5 separate regions of the Mus musculus genome follow, and regions 1, 2, 4 and 5 are each linked to region 3. A link is a contact called in public promoter capture Hi-C data. All regions are on one chromosome and are shown on one strand. Each heading gives the region's core, a stretch centred on a gene start, on an enhancer-like site or on the middle of the called end of the contact. The rest is flanking DNA. Distances are from core to core; before and after follow the strand shown. Region 1 holds the start of Nufip1 (nuclear fragile X mental retardation protein interacting protein 1). Region 2 overlaps Enox1 (ecto-NOX disulfide-thiol exchanger 1). Region 3 holds the start of Ccdc122 (coiled-coil domain containing 122). Region 4 overlaps Enox1 (ecto-NOX disulfide-thiol exchanger 1). Region 5 holds the start of Tsc22d1 (TSC22 domain family, member 1).

The links. Promoter capture Hi-C pulls out the DNA fragments that hold promoters and counts their contacts. Capture Hi-C pulls out chosen DNA fragments and counts their contacts.
Region 1: a promoter capture Hi-C map of liver shows a contact between it and region 3, with 10 times the contacts expected there. The contact joins the promoter of Nufip1 here to the promoter of Ccdc122 in region 3. A contact is called at or near these places in 7 of 39 promoter capture datasets (3T3-L1-derived adipocytes, the C10 cell line, the SN4741 cell line and 4 more), 4 of 484 Hi-C or Micro-C datasets (B cells, bone marrow-derived macrophages, microglia and 1 more), 21 of 115 datasets of contacts at active chromatin or transcription factors (bone marrow-derived macrophages, cardiomyocytes, craniofacial prominence and 16 more) and 3 of 9 other capture datasets (adipose tissue, liver and pancreatic islet).
Region 2: a contact with region 3 is called in a promoter capture Hi-C map of hippocampal neurons, with 2.3 times the contacts expected there. The contact joins the enhancer-like site here to the promoter of Ccdc122 in region 3. A contact is called at or near these places in 3 of 39 promoter capture datasets (the 3T3-L1 cell line, hippocampal neurons and stem cell-derived epiblast-like cells), 4 of 115 datasets of contacts at active chromatin or transcription factors (bone marrow-derived dendritic cells and embryonic stem cells) and 1 of 9 other capture datasets (embryonic stem cells).
Region 4: a contact with region 3 is called in a promoter capture Hi-C map of hippocampal neurons, with 4 times the contacts expected there. The contact joins the enhancer-like site here to the promoter of Ccdc122 in region 3. A contact is called at or near these places in 7 of 39 promoter capture datasets (the 3T3-L1 cell line, the C10 cell line, the HPC-7 cell line and 3 more), 1 of 115 datasets of contacts at active chromatin or transcription factors (embryonic stem cells) and 1 of 9 other capture datasets (embryonic stem cells).
Region 5: a promoter capture Hi-C map of liver shows a contact between it and region 3, with 7 times the contacts expected there. The contact joins the promoter of Tsc22d1 here to the promoter of Ccdc122 in region 3. A contact is called at or near these places in 2 of 39 promoter capture datasets (liver and pre-B cells), 1 of 484 Hi-C or Micro-C datasets (uterus), 14 of 115 datasets of contacts at active chromatin or transcription factors (bone marrow-derived dendritic cells, bone marrow-derived macrophages, cardiomyocytes and 10 more) and 5 of 9 other capture datasets (adipose tissue, embryonic stem cells, liver and 2 more).

The regions. Positions count from the first base shown.
Region 1 is chr14:76,109,630-76,112,329 of GRCm38.p6, reverse strand. Nufip1 (nuclear fragile X mental retardation protein interacting protein 1) reads right to left here and starts at 1,439. Exons shown (of 10, transcript NM_013745.5): 1 at 1,004-1,439; 2 at 333-406. The coding sequence starts at 1,397. Gpalpp1 (GPALPP motifs containing 1) reads left to right here and starts at 1,515. Exons shown (of 8, transcript NM_026177.3): 1 at 1,515-1,713. The coding sequence starts at 1,626.
Region 2 is chr14:77,573,179-77,575,878 of GRCm38.p6, reverse strand. The region is part of intron 7 of Enox1 (ecto-NOX disulfide-thiol exchanger 1); the gene reads right to left. Among named protein-coding and RNA genes, the nearest start is that of Gm52115, 22 kb to the left of the region's middle. Within about 2 kb of position 1,303, at least 20 of the 459 cell types and tissues checked have an H3K27ac peak or open chromatin away from gene starts, as enhancers often do. A contact at or near this core is called in hippocampal neurons, where this site is marked.
Region 3 is chr14:77,035,458-77,038,157 of GRCm38.p6, reverse strand. It overlaps Ccdc122 (coiled-coil domain containing 122), which reads right to left and starts at 1,386. Exons shown (of 6, transcript NM_175369.4): 1 at 1,187-1,386. It overlaps Lacc1 (laccase domain containing 1), which reads left to right and starts at 1,541. Exons shown (of 8, transcript NM_172488.2): 1 at 1,541-1,661; 2 at 2,168-2,346.
Region 4 is chr14:77,641,279-77,643,978 of GRCm38.p6, reverse strand. All of the region lies in intron 14 of Enox1 (ecto-NOX disulfide-thiol exchanger 1), which reads right to left. Among named protein-coding and RNA genes, the nearest start is that of Gm52115, 46 kb to the right of the region's middle. Within about 2 kb of position 1,313, at least 2 of the 459 cell types and tissues checked have an H3K27ac peak or open chromatin away from gene starts, as enhancers often do. A contact at or near this core is called in hippocampal neurons, where this site is marked.
Region 5 is chr14:76,414,405-76,417,104 of GRCm38.p6, reverse strand. Tsc22d1 (TSC22 domain family, member 1) reads right to left here and starts at 1,284. Exons shown (of 3, transcript NM_207652.3): 1 at 1-1,284. The coding sequence starts at 1,022.

The sequences.
Region 1 (2,700 bases), core at 190-2,689, 930 kb after region 3:
CTGGCTGTCCTGGAACTCACTTTGTAGACCAGGCTGGCCTCGAACTCAGAAATCCACCTGCCTCTGCCTCCCGAGTGCTGGGATTAAAGGTGTGAGCCACCACCGCCTGGCACCAAGACGGTTTTAATGTTCTTTCTTTTCCTATAATTTCATCATTTATTTTTCAATACTATTTTGTTTCAACATTTTACTTATAATTAAGTTCCTTAAACATACTACCCAAGTAAAGCTCTCCATGTCCACCACAGATGTGAAACACTGACAGTTACAACTTAATATATAGAGCAGTAACATTCAAGTTCAAAAGGCCACATTTATCATCTTGGAATTACCTTCGTTTTCTGTTTTCTGTTTTGAGGCAAATTGAATTTTGCATCATGTGATCGTGGAAAATAAGAATGTGTAACTAAAAAAGAAAAGAGGGTTTCATTTAAGATTGCAAAGGTACAATTGTTTATTGATCATTTTTTTCTTAGATTAAAAACAAAAACTGTGTAGGTAGCATGGAGTGCAGGTACTCTTGGAGGCCAGAAGAAAGCTATCGGCTCCTCTGAGGCTGGAGTTACAGGCAGTTGAGAGCCCAGTGTGGATGTTGAGAACCGAGCTTTGGTCCTCTGCAAGAGCAATAGAGTCTCATCGCCAACCCATTTCTCCACCTCCCCCCCAATCAATCCTTTTCTAATGCATACATACAATCATTACTTCCTAATACCTAGTTTTATCTCCTGTATCGCGTCTTCCTACACTGAGGGGATAGGAAGCTCTCAAAAGGTATGGATTTTTGTATGTTTTGTTTACTGCTATGCAAGTAGTCCCCAGTTTTATAGTTGGGTTAAATTAATAAAATTTTGGATGAGCAGGTGGCAGGAAACCTAGTGAGACACATTTTGAATACTCATTACCAGCCTCCAAAACTACAGCGCAAAGCTGAGAGATAAAAAGAGAAAGCTGGGAGAGGAAAGAAAGAGAAAGTAAAGTAGGGCCACTAGGAACTGCAGCTTACCCGGAGATTGGTAAGACGTGTGGTACGTGGAAAAACCATTAGGAGACAATCCCCAGTACCAAGGCGTGGAGGCTTGCAAATTCCAGGCCTGCTGGCCGCTGAACTGAGATTGAGCATCGGGCGGAGCCTGGGCATCGAAAGGAGGCTGCGCCGCGGGAAGAATCTGAGCATCGAACGGTGGAAGCGCTCCGGAGGGAGGCTGGGGCAGCACGTGAGGCTGTCCCTTCCGGCTCTGCTCCGAGCCCGCCACTGGGGACGACAGAGGAGGTGGTGGCGGCGGCAGCATGGCCCAGTACACCCAGTTGTCCCGCGGCGGCGCAGCTTCGCTCGGAGTCCCGGGCGCGGGAGTCAGATCCGGGGCCGAAGGCCACACGGCGGGTGCCGGTTCAGCCATGCCACCTAGCAAGCAGCGAGCCCAAAGTGCAACTGTGGAACTATCATTAAGCGTCACTTCCGTTACAGTAATCTGGCCAATGAGCCCATCGCGGGCTTACGTCATCAGACAAAGCCGGAAAAACCTTCGGGCCTTGCAGCAAATCCTGGTCTACACCGTCCAGCCTGGGTTTAGCTAAACTGCGTGTGCAGGTTGGCTTGGGCTTTGAGCGACTGTGCGTCGCAGCGAATGGCTAGGGACCTGATCGGGCCGGCACTGCCGCCAGGCTTCAAGGAGCACGCGACAGTTGAGGACGAGGAACGGGACCCGAGCCCGGGTAAGCAGCAGCGGGCGTCTGCACTCCCGGGAAGGACTGGCGACCACCGTGGAGTGGGCGCGGTCCGCCCTGGGGGAAAAGCTGGGCAACGCCTGAGTGTTTGGGACCCGATCATCGTTAAAATGACTATACAGTCCCAATTTGCTATTATTACGAATAGGACTGTGCTAACTGATCAATCTTCGTCCGGTCGTCTGTTTAACCCTTCCATCAACTGTATAAGAAAAGATGATGGATGGTGCATGTGTTACAAATGATGACAGCGGCTGATGAATCGGTGCCTAAGACACGCAGCTAGTCCGTGATGAAGCCCAAGTTAGAACCTAGTATCTCTATATCTTCAGATTTACAAGACTCTTGCCAAAGATCCTGTGCCTCTCTCCTCCCCGGCCTGACTTCCCGACCTCATTCTATCATTCCATCTTACACAGCAGCCCAGTGCCCACACAGTTCGAGTTTATGCTTTGACGATAGACTTTTGGGGGTGCTATGGTTGTACTTAAATGCCTGACAAAACGTCCTTCATATACCAGTTTAAGCGTCACCTTCCCGAGCATTGTCACGTCTTCCTCCGGGTTTTCCTCTCCCCAGTTACGCTAATATTTAACACATTCTGTTCAACTAATTTGTGGATATCTCAGTCTCCACCAATTCACTGTGTCTTGCAACCTTAACATGCATCTATGCCACATCAATACCTCGCACACTCTTTCATGCTTTTCCGGCTTTAGTGTTTGTTCCAGTTTGAAGGCCGGCGCTGACTCTACTTGGGAAAGAACAAAACTGACAGAATGTTGATCTGACTTTGTTTTTCTGGCTACCCAGAGACTATGTCTCCGGCAGATTCTTCCTTCCAGATCTTATTTCTAGTGCCGTTATTTTTAAAAATTCCCTTTATTCTTTGTTTTAGGAAGGAAATTTCTACCCAGTTAGGTTGAAGAAGTATGAGTGAATTCAATTTGGTAAATCCCCTGCAATTTCTTTACC
Region 2 (2,700 bases), core at 54-2,553, 540 kb before region 3:
ACTGTAGGCATGTCCATTTCTTTGTGAGCAGAACAGCCTAAGCCCTGTGACTCTGGTCTATATCCCAGTGTCCTAGCCTGGCCATATGGACTGTTTGTAAAGCCAGGCCTGAGAGCAAAAGCTAAGTAAACACTTTCTTAGAAAGCTGTCAGGCATGCATTCTAGGAAGTTCCTTTGTGACCCTGGCTCTCAGTTTCCTAAACTGTGACACGGCTGGTTTGACTCTTGTTCCTTGGAACAACAAGAGCATTCCAGGACTCCAGAAAACTGTGACACCAGGACTCAGAACAGTGATACTGAAAAGACACAGACGTTTAGATCAGACAGGACGAGAACCCAAAATGGTTATCCATAAATTCCTCATAAGATATCATTGTGTCATGACATCTCATAGATAGACAGAGAAATCGACTTTTAAATCACTTAAGTAGAATATCCTACATCATAAAACAGACAAACGACAGAGTTGGGAAGAGGACTGGGCCTGGTTCCATATTTAAAAGTGTATAAATATGATGATTTCGATGTTCTCTCTTAAAATGACCCAACGTGATTCATTGCTATTATTAGTTACTTTTCTATTGCTGTTATTAAACACCATGATCAAAAGCAACGTGGGGAGAAAACGGTTTATTTTATCTTACAGCTTCTAGTGCACAAGAGAGGGAAATCAGGCAAGAACTCAAAGCAGGAATCTGGAGGCAGGAACCAATGCAGAGATCTGGAGGTCTCTGCTTAATGGCTTGCTCCTATTTTGATGGATGCTGCACATTCACTAAGGGTCTCTTCTGGCTTCTCTAGGTGCCTCAGCTCTTCTTCATGAGCCCCTTCACACCTTCAAAACGAGGACCACTGGGAAAACTTTACTAAGTTTGGCTGCCTGTGCAAGGTAGAGCCTTAGCCTTTGGTCATTGAATACAGGAGAGTAGGTCTAAAAATGTACCTGTAAAACACACACACACACACACACACACACACACACACACACACTTCTGCTGTAGATGACAATCATCAAGAAGAGACAGGGCAGAAAGGGTCTCAATGTCAGTCACTGAAATCACTGCTTCCACAGGTGAGTGCACTAGCCAATAGGGAGGGAGAGGAGGGAGGGGGAGGGGTGCTGGCCTGCCTGTGCTCTTTGTTTAATCTCATCCCTTAAGCAGGCTTCCTCTGTTTATCTGTTTCTCTCCTGGCCTGGCCCTCACTATTGTTTGCCAACTGGGGATGATTTAAGGCTGGAGGCTCTCAGGACTGCAAGCCCTGAAACTCTAGCTCCATGTATTATAATAAACAGATGTTTCCCACAAATGAGATGGGAGCCTGGTGCTGGCGCTTGCCTTCAGTTTGAACAGAACAGACGTCTATCTGCTTTCTATCTCGAGGCCAAATAGATAAAATACTCAGAAATGGAGACAAAAGACAGTGTATTCCAGAGCAGAATGTTTAGTATGTAACAGGAGTTACTTTGCCATTTCTGAGGCATCAAGAGGAAGAGACTATGAGGTTTAATGAGATCTGCATGGTGAGTGCAGAGGCTTGGAGGGGCTTAGAAAGGAATTAACACTTAAATTATGCAGGACCTCAAAGGATCTGAGATTCAGTGTATGAGTGGGAAAGGAGGAAAGGATTAGTCAGTCTTTCTTTCTCTCCTTCCTTCTTTCTTTCTTCCCTTCTTTCTTTCTAAAGAAAACATTTATAAGAATATCTGTGTCTTAGGGTTTCCATTGCTATGAAGAGACACCATAACTAAGGCAACTCTTTATAAAGGACATCTAATTAGGGCTGGTTTACAAGTTCAGAGGTTCAGTACTTTATCATCAAGGTGGGAAACATGGCAGCGTCCAGGCAGGTATGTTGCTGGAGAACAAGCTAAGAGTTCTGCATCTTGATTTGAAGGCAACCAGGAGAGACTGTTTTCCAGGGAAACAGGAGGAGGGTCTCAAAGCCCACTTCAAGAGTGACACACTTCCTCCAACAAGTCCATACCTACTCCAACAAGACTACACCTCCTAATAGTGCCACTCCCTGGTCCAAGCATATTCAAAACACCACATTCCACTCCCTGGCCCCATAGGCTTGCTCAAACCTATGAGTCTATGGTGGCCATATCTAGCCATAGCATAATGCAGAATACATTTAGTGCAACTTTAAAAATCCCCATAGCTGGGCTGGTGAGATGGCTCAGTGGGTAAGAGCACCCTACTGTTCTCCCGAAGGTCCGGAGTTCAAATCCCAGCAACCACATGGTGGCTTACAACCATCTGTAACAAGATCTGACTCCCTCTTCTGGACAGCTACAGTGTACTTACATATAATAAATAAATAAATCTTTAAAAAAAAAAAATCCCCATAGTTTATACCAGTCTCAACAACATTAAACGTCCAAAGTTCAAAGTTTCCTCTGTGATTCACATATTTTCTAAACTGCAATCCCCTCTAAACTTGAAATAATAAAACAGATCATATACTTTCAACCTCATAGGGTATATACTACCAGTCTAAAATGTCCTAGTGAGGAAATACAGGACAATACTGGAAATTTTATCTATTGGCAAGACCAAAAACCAGCTGGGCAAACTCTAAACCCTGCGCCTCCATGTCTGATATCTGCTCTCTGGCTCCTTTCTCATCTTTCTTGACTGCAACAACAACTTCTTTCTCTTGGGCTGCTTCCACTCCCTGTTAGCAGCTTCCTGGGCA
Region 3 (2,700 bases), core at 137-2,636:
CAGCAAATGTAAAGAATTGTCGATGGCCTACGATAGAACAGCCTTTACTTGCATGGCTTGAGAAGGAGTTTGTTGTTTGTCTTCCAAAATGAATTATGCATGTGAATCATCTGCGAGATAAAAATAAAAAAGCAGAACAAAACAAGCCCAGGCCTGACTCCCATAGACTCTGAGTCAATCTGCAGCCGGGGTGTGGGGTACCTACTCTACTATTAAGTTCTACTTGTTCCCATGTGCAACCAGGATTGAGAGGCTCTGTAGTAGCCTGGGAAAGGGGAGAGAGTGTTAAGAAATGCAGCCCAGACAGACCAGATGCTGAAGGAAATGGTATGTAAATACATTATCACAACTTCCCTAACAACTTAGCTATTTTGAAAGTTTTGTTACTGCCAGTGCTGTTGCATGAATGAATCCTGAGCTCTCATCCTTGGACATGAAAACAAGAAAAAAAGCTTCTAAACTTGCTTTTAAAAAAAAAAATCCATTTTCCTTAACAGACAGCAAGTTTATGCCAAGGCATGCATGTCTGATCAGATCTGTGTTATCTATCCCTCAGGGTTCCTGGAAGTGTCCAGCGAGCATTCAATGTGTGCCCTCTGAAAGTGATCACACGGCCTGGAGTAGGTTCTATGTGGGCTGGTTACCTTGGCCGCTAGTCAAGTTGAGATGGGTGCACACTTAACAAGACTTCTAGACTCCCGGATCCCCTAGAGTCTTCTCATTCAGGAAACACTTGAGCACTTGGAGGAAGACCAAGGAAAATGAAGGCCCTCTCCTTCCTCCATTGCCAGTCCTCAGAAAATGCGCTTTCTCTTACCTTCTCATATATTTTGAAGAGTGGGTATTTTTCCATTTACAACAGTACTTGATTTTCAAATTGTTGTTTTTAAATAAATAACATTAAACCCTTGGGGGACAAAGGAGCCTTAATTTTTATCTTATTGCTACTGTAAGAATGAATGCATTCCGTCCTGTGAGGGGACACACTTGGGGGGGGGGGTAAGAGAAATCGACGTTGCCAACACAAGTGAACAGTCAAGGATGTTGGTCCCAAATGAAAGTACAGAATCAGCCGAAAGGGGGAAAAAATGAAAACTAACTAGAAACTTAAAAACTAAACAAAAAGTGAAAAGAAAAAAGAAAAAAAAAAGCCACTCCCCCACAAAAGTCACCAGAGTCCCCTTACTTGAGCCCGGATTGGAGGGCGCTAAGTGACAAGCTGGCCACACTGCTGGGTCAGCAGATCCTTCTGGAGTCGCCACGGCCCGCGGGGAGAGGGGACGCTTCTTCCCTTCCCTTCCGGGCGCCTCACGGGACGCGCTCGCCCGCGGCTCTCCGGGCCCCCGCGCCTCAGCGCCCGGGCCTCAGGCGGCCTCCACGGTGACTGCGGGCGCTGACCCGGAACTGCTGAGCGGCGCGGGAATCCCCCGCAAGGGGCTCGGCCTTGCGTCTCCAGGGCGCCACCTCGCGGCCGTGGCGGGAACACCCAAACCCGGGCGCACGCCCGCGGGAGCCCGAGGCCGCCGGGAGGCCCGGGGACGCGGTGAGGCGGGCGGACCGGCCGGCCGGTGACTTTGGGAGCCACTGGGGTTCGAGCGCCGAGCCTGCAGCTCACGCCCCAGCTCGCGGCCGCCGAGGAGAGCGCGGGAAGCAGCCCTGCGGTGAGTCCCGGGCGGAGGGGAGGTCGGCGCGGCGACGGGACGGACGGACGCACACCGTGCAGTCCAGGCTCCTCCGAGGTCGCCTGCACGGCTGGCGGAAAGAATGAATGAAGGCGCCAGTGCCCTACGGGGCGGGCGGAGGTTGGGGTGGGCGTCGGGGTGAAGGCTCAGCAATGGTAGGTGTCAGAATTGGGGGTCACAGGGTCGGCAGAGGGGAGCTCCAGCCTGGACAGGGAGTTCAGAGAATCTGCAAGTGGTCAGAAATCGACCCTGATCCAAGTTGCAGTGGCTTTTGGGATTATCCCAAGTGCGGAGGACTGTGTAAACCTGGGGGGAAAGCCCAGCCTGTGGGCTAGCTTTTACCTTTAAAAAATGAGTGTGTTTGTTTGTTTGCTTGCTTATGGTGACAGACACCTTTACTCTTCTCTCTCTCTCTCTCTCTCTCTCTCTCTCTCTCTCTCTCTCTCTCTTTCTTTCTTTCTGGTGACATACACCTTTAATCCCAGCACTTGGGAGGCAGAGGCAGAGGCAAGCAGGTGTCTGAGGTCGAAGCCAGCCTGGTCTACATAGCTAGTTCCAGGACTGCTGGGGCTGTTAGACAGAGAAGCTCTGCCTCGAATCCCTGTCCCAACCGCAACCCCAAAGAAGATTGGCTGCTGATACTGCTCAACTTAATATCCTAAAGGTGAGACCTCAGTATTTCATGAGATGTGATCTAATCTTATAGACATGATGGGGATAATGACATAACAGATTTACATCCTATAATTAAAAAGACTTGATCTCAGACAACAAGTAATTTTGTACTTAAAATCTGCTATAAGGAAAACAAAGCATAATTTCTATTCTATAAAAATGTACCCAGCTGTTCACAAAATAAAAGATGGCTCTGCCCTTAATTGTCAGGATGAATGGTGCACTGGCTTTTCTGCTCTGCACACTACATTTATTTTGGTTACTTTTTGTATTGATGCAATTTACTTCCTATTTTTATTTTTATATTTATTTATTTATTTTTGTTCACCACAAATTTCGGTTG
Region 4 (2,700 bases), core at 64-2,563, 610 kb before region 3:
CTTGCTGTCAGAAAACACAGTTCAAAGTTGATGGGACCCTTGTGCCGAAGACACTGCACAACCTGGATGCAAGATACAGAGAAATCATGGTGAAGCTGAGCTTGTTCCCTGCCGGTTGATGTTTATTGTGCCAGGTGGTGCTGCGCAGGCGGCTGCTGGTTGTGAGGTAGTGTGACAATTACCCATGTGACAATTCTATGAGTTATAATACCCACCTGCCAGGCCAGGCACGATGTAACCATTGGTACGATGATGGCAAAACTCTTTGAGGAGTAACCAATAACTCCCTGATTGGATTTGAGGCCCACCCACTCCATAAAAAGTGATTTATGTCTAATACTACAAACCCAGTCTAGAATTTGTCACAAGAGGTCTTAGCTCCTAGGAGTGAACCTAAAACTTCTGGTTAGCTGAATTGACTCAGCATCAAAACACCTTCTCAATATATTTATATCCACAGACAGAGGCTACAGTCAGAGAAGTTTCACCATATAACAAACTGGTTAATATAGACTCGTGGTTACACAGATGCTGAGACTAAAGGACAGCTGAGGGCTCAGATATACGTAAGACATTTAGAGAACCCCCATTAGAACTCAGGGAACACTGCAGAAGAAGTAACAGAAAAATAATACAGGCATCAGAAGGCAGGGAAGAGGGCTGTGTAATTCCGTGTCCCAAGCTTGACAGAGGCCTTGCAATCACGAGCGCAGAGCAATTGTGCCCGCATCAGTCTGCCCACACAGCAGTTGGTTATAGATGGAGAGGGGGGTGCATGGGGCTCTACCAGTTATGCTGATCGATTGGCAGTGGACAGATTCTGGGCGTAGGGGGAGGCATAGGAACTAGTTCTATATCCACTGGTCGTCCTGCCAGGTTTGATTAGTTCTAAACTCGGGATCAGACAGATCGCCACAGTTAAACTCTTTGGGGGATACAAATCATACAAAATTGTTAAATAGAAATGATAAACATCTAATTTTTAAAGATTATGTTTAAGAATATGGTATTTTGGGCAATGCTTATGAATGAAAATAAAAGTACTATTTAAGTTTAAGTATGGATGAGCCGTAACCAGACAGACCCTCCATTTACGACAGTGGCTAACAGTGACTGGTTAAACTGACTTTCCCTGACAGACCACGACATGGGACACGTGGAATACTCCTGCAGTCTTGCAGGAATTCATCAGGCTCAAGGTCCTTTGGAAAACACAGTGGCTGTGTTTTCAGAAGGATGCTTTCTGTGCGTCTCAGTCATAGGCAGCTCTCCATGTGCAGATGAAGAGATACATCTACACAGAAGGCCTGCAAATGAATATTCATAACAAATTTGTGCATGTTTACCCCCAAAGTGCAAACAACATTAGACGTCTGTGAGCTAGTGGCTAGAGAAACGATCTGCAGCTTTTCCTTACAATTGAATTCTACTCGATAGACTGGAAAGGGAACAGAGCACACAGTGGCAACACAGAGGGACCTTCAATGCATGCTAAGCAAAGGCAGCAAGCCTAAACAGGCTGCAGACAGCAAGTCCTAGAAATGGCAAGCTGTGAGGGTAGATTTCAGGTCGGTGGATCCAGGAAGCGGGGTGGCATGAACAGGGGGCTGAGGGTGTGGCCATGGAAATGACTGACAGATTGATTTCTATAGTGGTCTCACGTGACTTAATTTAGCATTTGTCAGAATTCATAGAACTAAATACATCTAAAGAACAAATTTTACTTTATTAGATCTAATAAAACCACTCTGTGGTGGTTTGAGTATGCTTGGCCCACAGGGGGTATGTTAGGAGGTACTGTTAGGAGGCGTGGCCTTGTTAGAGGAAGCAAGTTGCTGTGGGGGTGGGCTTTCGAGGTCCCCTCCTATGCTCAGGCTCTGCCCATTGCACAAGAGAGCTTCCTCCTCCTCAATGCCAGGATGCCTGCCTTTCCTGGTTGCCTTGGAAGATGCAGAACTCTCAGGTCCTTCCTGGTACCATCTCTGCCTGTAGGCTGCCATGCTTCCTGCTATCATGGTAATGGACTAAACCTCTGAAACTGTAAGGCAGCCCCAATTAAAGGTTTGTCTTTATGAGGGTTGCCTTGGTCATGGTGTCTCTTCAGAGCAACAGAAACCCTAAATAAGACATGCTCAGTGTAGGGATCTGAAGATGAACAGAGCTTAAAATGTTTATATTCTTTGTTTGTATGCCTAAAGATACAAATGAACATAAAAAATGACCCTAACTTCCTTAGCCTCCCAGCAGAGAGAAGAGGCTAACTTAATTGCTGTCGTATGGCTTGGTAAAGGTGATCGTGTTACCATGGCTACAAGCTGTTATTTCCTCTTGTATGAAACGTCTAATATTGTTAAATTATGACTCATGTGTAGTGTAGGGTCAAACTTAGAAACAAATACCAGGACAAAGTCACCCTAAGGCTCCTCATTTTTAAGACCTCTGCTCGGTACTGTTGTTTTTTGTTTTTCCATAAACACGTAAGAAACAGAGCAATGCTCATGAGCGTACTGGCAAGGGAATAGAAGAGGAAACAAACCAGAAACTTCTGGCTAACGCTGAAGGCAATTCTAAAAATCATCCGCTACTTCTAAGGCCATTTAAGGTTCTTTTTTATGGTGTGTGTGTGTGTGGCAATACCCACAAATGTAAATGAATTACAGAAATGATCATATAACAGTTGTTCTGGTTTGATCTTGTATG
Region 5 (2,700 bases), core at 35-2,534, 620 kb after region 3:
CTTGTATTTATATTAGCATTACCATGCACGCTGTTCGTCACACTGGGACTGAAACTACCCACAGCAGCAATGTTAACATTATTCGTAGCGCTCGTGCCAGTAACCGAATTTATACCTAGGCTTCCTGTAGTACTTGGAGTACGGATGTTCGTCATCACTGATGCTGGTAAGCCACTCGATGGTACTGCAGGAGGAGGTGCGACTGGCACACCACCATCAGAACTTCCAGTTGTAGAGAGTTTCCTGGACACTGGGCTCGAGGGTGGCCCTCCGGGAATGGATGGACCGGCCACAGCAGCATGTGATGAATGATGGTGCCCATGGTGAAGGTGGTGCCCATGATGAGGGTGATGGTGATGATGGAGGTGGTGGGGATGGGCATTCCCATTGATCACAACGTTCTGTTGTGGAAGGTGAGGCAAATGAGGCTGAGGAAGGTGGGGCTGGTTAGGAGAGACTGCCCCAGGTGTCTCAGCTTCCTGGAAGTTATTCAGAGTCTCCTCTGAGGAGCTTCGTTCAGGCTCACCTAAGTCAGTGGCCCTGGAAAGGGAGACGTCGAGGATCTCGGAAGAGGAGAGATCTTCCGTGTGCGACTCATCCAGATCGTCGTAGCTCTCGGTGTCCTCCGCGATGCTGTTGTTGGAGCTGATGCTGGCAGAGATCTGAGCCGGAGTAACGCTAGTTATCTGGAAGCCACTTTTCTTTTTCATCTGAGTTCCGCCTGGCGCAAGAGGCTGTCCCTGCAGCTGAGCCTGCGAGAGGAGGTTCAGGCTTTGTGGAGGCGGAGGCTGGGGTCCCTGCGTGGAAGATGCAGCAGGAGGCGGCGGCTGGAGCAGCGAAGGAGGAGGAAAATCTTCAGAAGATGGAGCAGCACCACTGACGCCCGTACCTGCTGCATTGAGAGCAGAGGCGCTGCCACCACCGCTGCCCCTTCGAGGGAACATTGCCGGGTGCGCCATCTTCCTAGCACTAATGTCTGCAGCAGCGGCCGCCGCGGCGGTGGACTCCGGCGGCTGGTGCATTGTGCTGGGTACCGGGGGGCGGAGGAGGCAAGTGCAATTTCCTTCTGCACCGTAATCTTTGTATGGAGAAGCCGGAGAGACGAACAGGACCTGAAGCTCCGCCCGACGCGATCCCTCCTCCTCCTCCTCCTCTGCCGAAGGCGCCGGCTGCTCGTGCCTTCGAGGGCTAACTTCGGGAAGGGAGGATGAACCGGGTGAACCAGGTGGCTGGGGAACCGAAGGGGGACCCCTTCAGTCCTTCGCCATTCACTTCCCCCTCCAGTCACACACCCCCCTTTATATTCCGCTTCACGTGGGGTGCGGGGCGGGAGGGAGGGGAGCCCAGGAGGGGGCGGGGGAGGCGAGGAGAAGCGAGAAATGCCCACCTTCTTTGGCCAACTCCGGAGCCAGCTCAACCCCCTCCTCCCGCGGCGACGGCCGCTGCAAAAGCCCCTCCGCTCGTCCTGCACCGAGGCAGCGCGGAGCGAGCGGTCGCCCCGGCCCTCGCCACCCCCGGCGCCGCGGCCGCCGGCGAGCCCTGAGCTCAGCGTCGCTCCAACCTCCCCTGCCGGCGCGGCCGGCCCCGCTCGGGCCTCCCCCCACGGCCCGCGGCCCCTCTCAAACCCCCTGGGCTCGCGACGGCTGCTCCGGGAGGAAAGGCTGGCCGCGGCTGGGGCCCGGGCGGCGCGGCTGCGAGCGGGGCGGTGGCGGGGCGCCCGGTACGGTGAGCCCAGCAACGAGGCGCGGGCGGGCGCGCAGAGACGCCGGATCCTCGCGGAGCGCGGCCGGGGCGCGGCGGCGGCGGCGGTGGCGGCAGCAGCAGCGGGAGCCCAGGGACCGCTCCATCACTGGCAGCCATGGAGCCCGAGCATTTTCCTCCCTCGGGGCAGGCGCTCGGCTCGCCACACGTCCTCGGAGAGGAAGGGCGCCGGCGCCCGGGCTGCTCCGGCGGGCGGCGGGACGTGCGCGGGAGCGGAGGGGCGAGCTCGCGTCCTCTTCTCGGCCCGCCGGCTGGTTCGGCACCGAGCTGCTCCCGCGACCGGGAGGGAGGGAGAGAGGGAGGGAGGGGGCCGCGGGCGGCGGTGGCTCCTTTTCGCGGCGGTGGCGGCCAGACGGGGCTGGTGCAGCGGCTGCAGCCGACGCCGTTCAAAGAAATGAGAGGTGGGGTTGGTCGGTGGCGGCGCGGGGCGGGGGAGTGGGAGGGCGTCGGGCGAGGAGGGGGCTGTGATGGTTGTTACTAGTGCTCTTCTCGGGCTGCTCCGTATCCCCTGGTCTCTCGCGGCATCAAGAGAGGAGGGACCAGCGCCCCAGCGCGAGAGGAGGAGGGTCGAGCTCTGACCGAGGAGAAGGAGGAGGAGGAGGTGGCAGGGGGGAGGGGTCGTGGAGGAGAGGAGGGAAGATGGCGTCTGCGCGTGCGCGCCGGCGCTGCAGACATAAAGCCGGGTCTGACCAGGGGAGGTGGCCTGTCTTCGGTCCGCGCCGAGCTCTCGGCTCCGTCTCCCACGGAAATTACCGAAGGCCGGCGGAGTCGCCGACGCCGGAGGGCGGTGGGGGGTGGGGCACTCGGGCGCGCGAGCGAGCGAATCCGGGTCGCGTGGAGAGGCTGGGGTGGGGCTGGGAGGGGGGGGGGGAACCACGCCGCGCGCGTGCGCGCAGGTTAGGCGTGTCCGCTGCTGTCTCCCACGCGGACCCCGGCGGC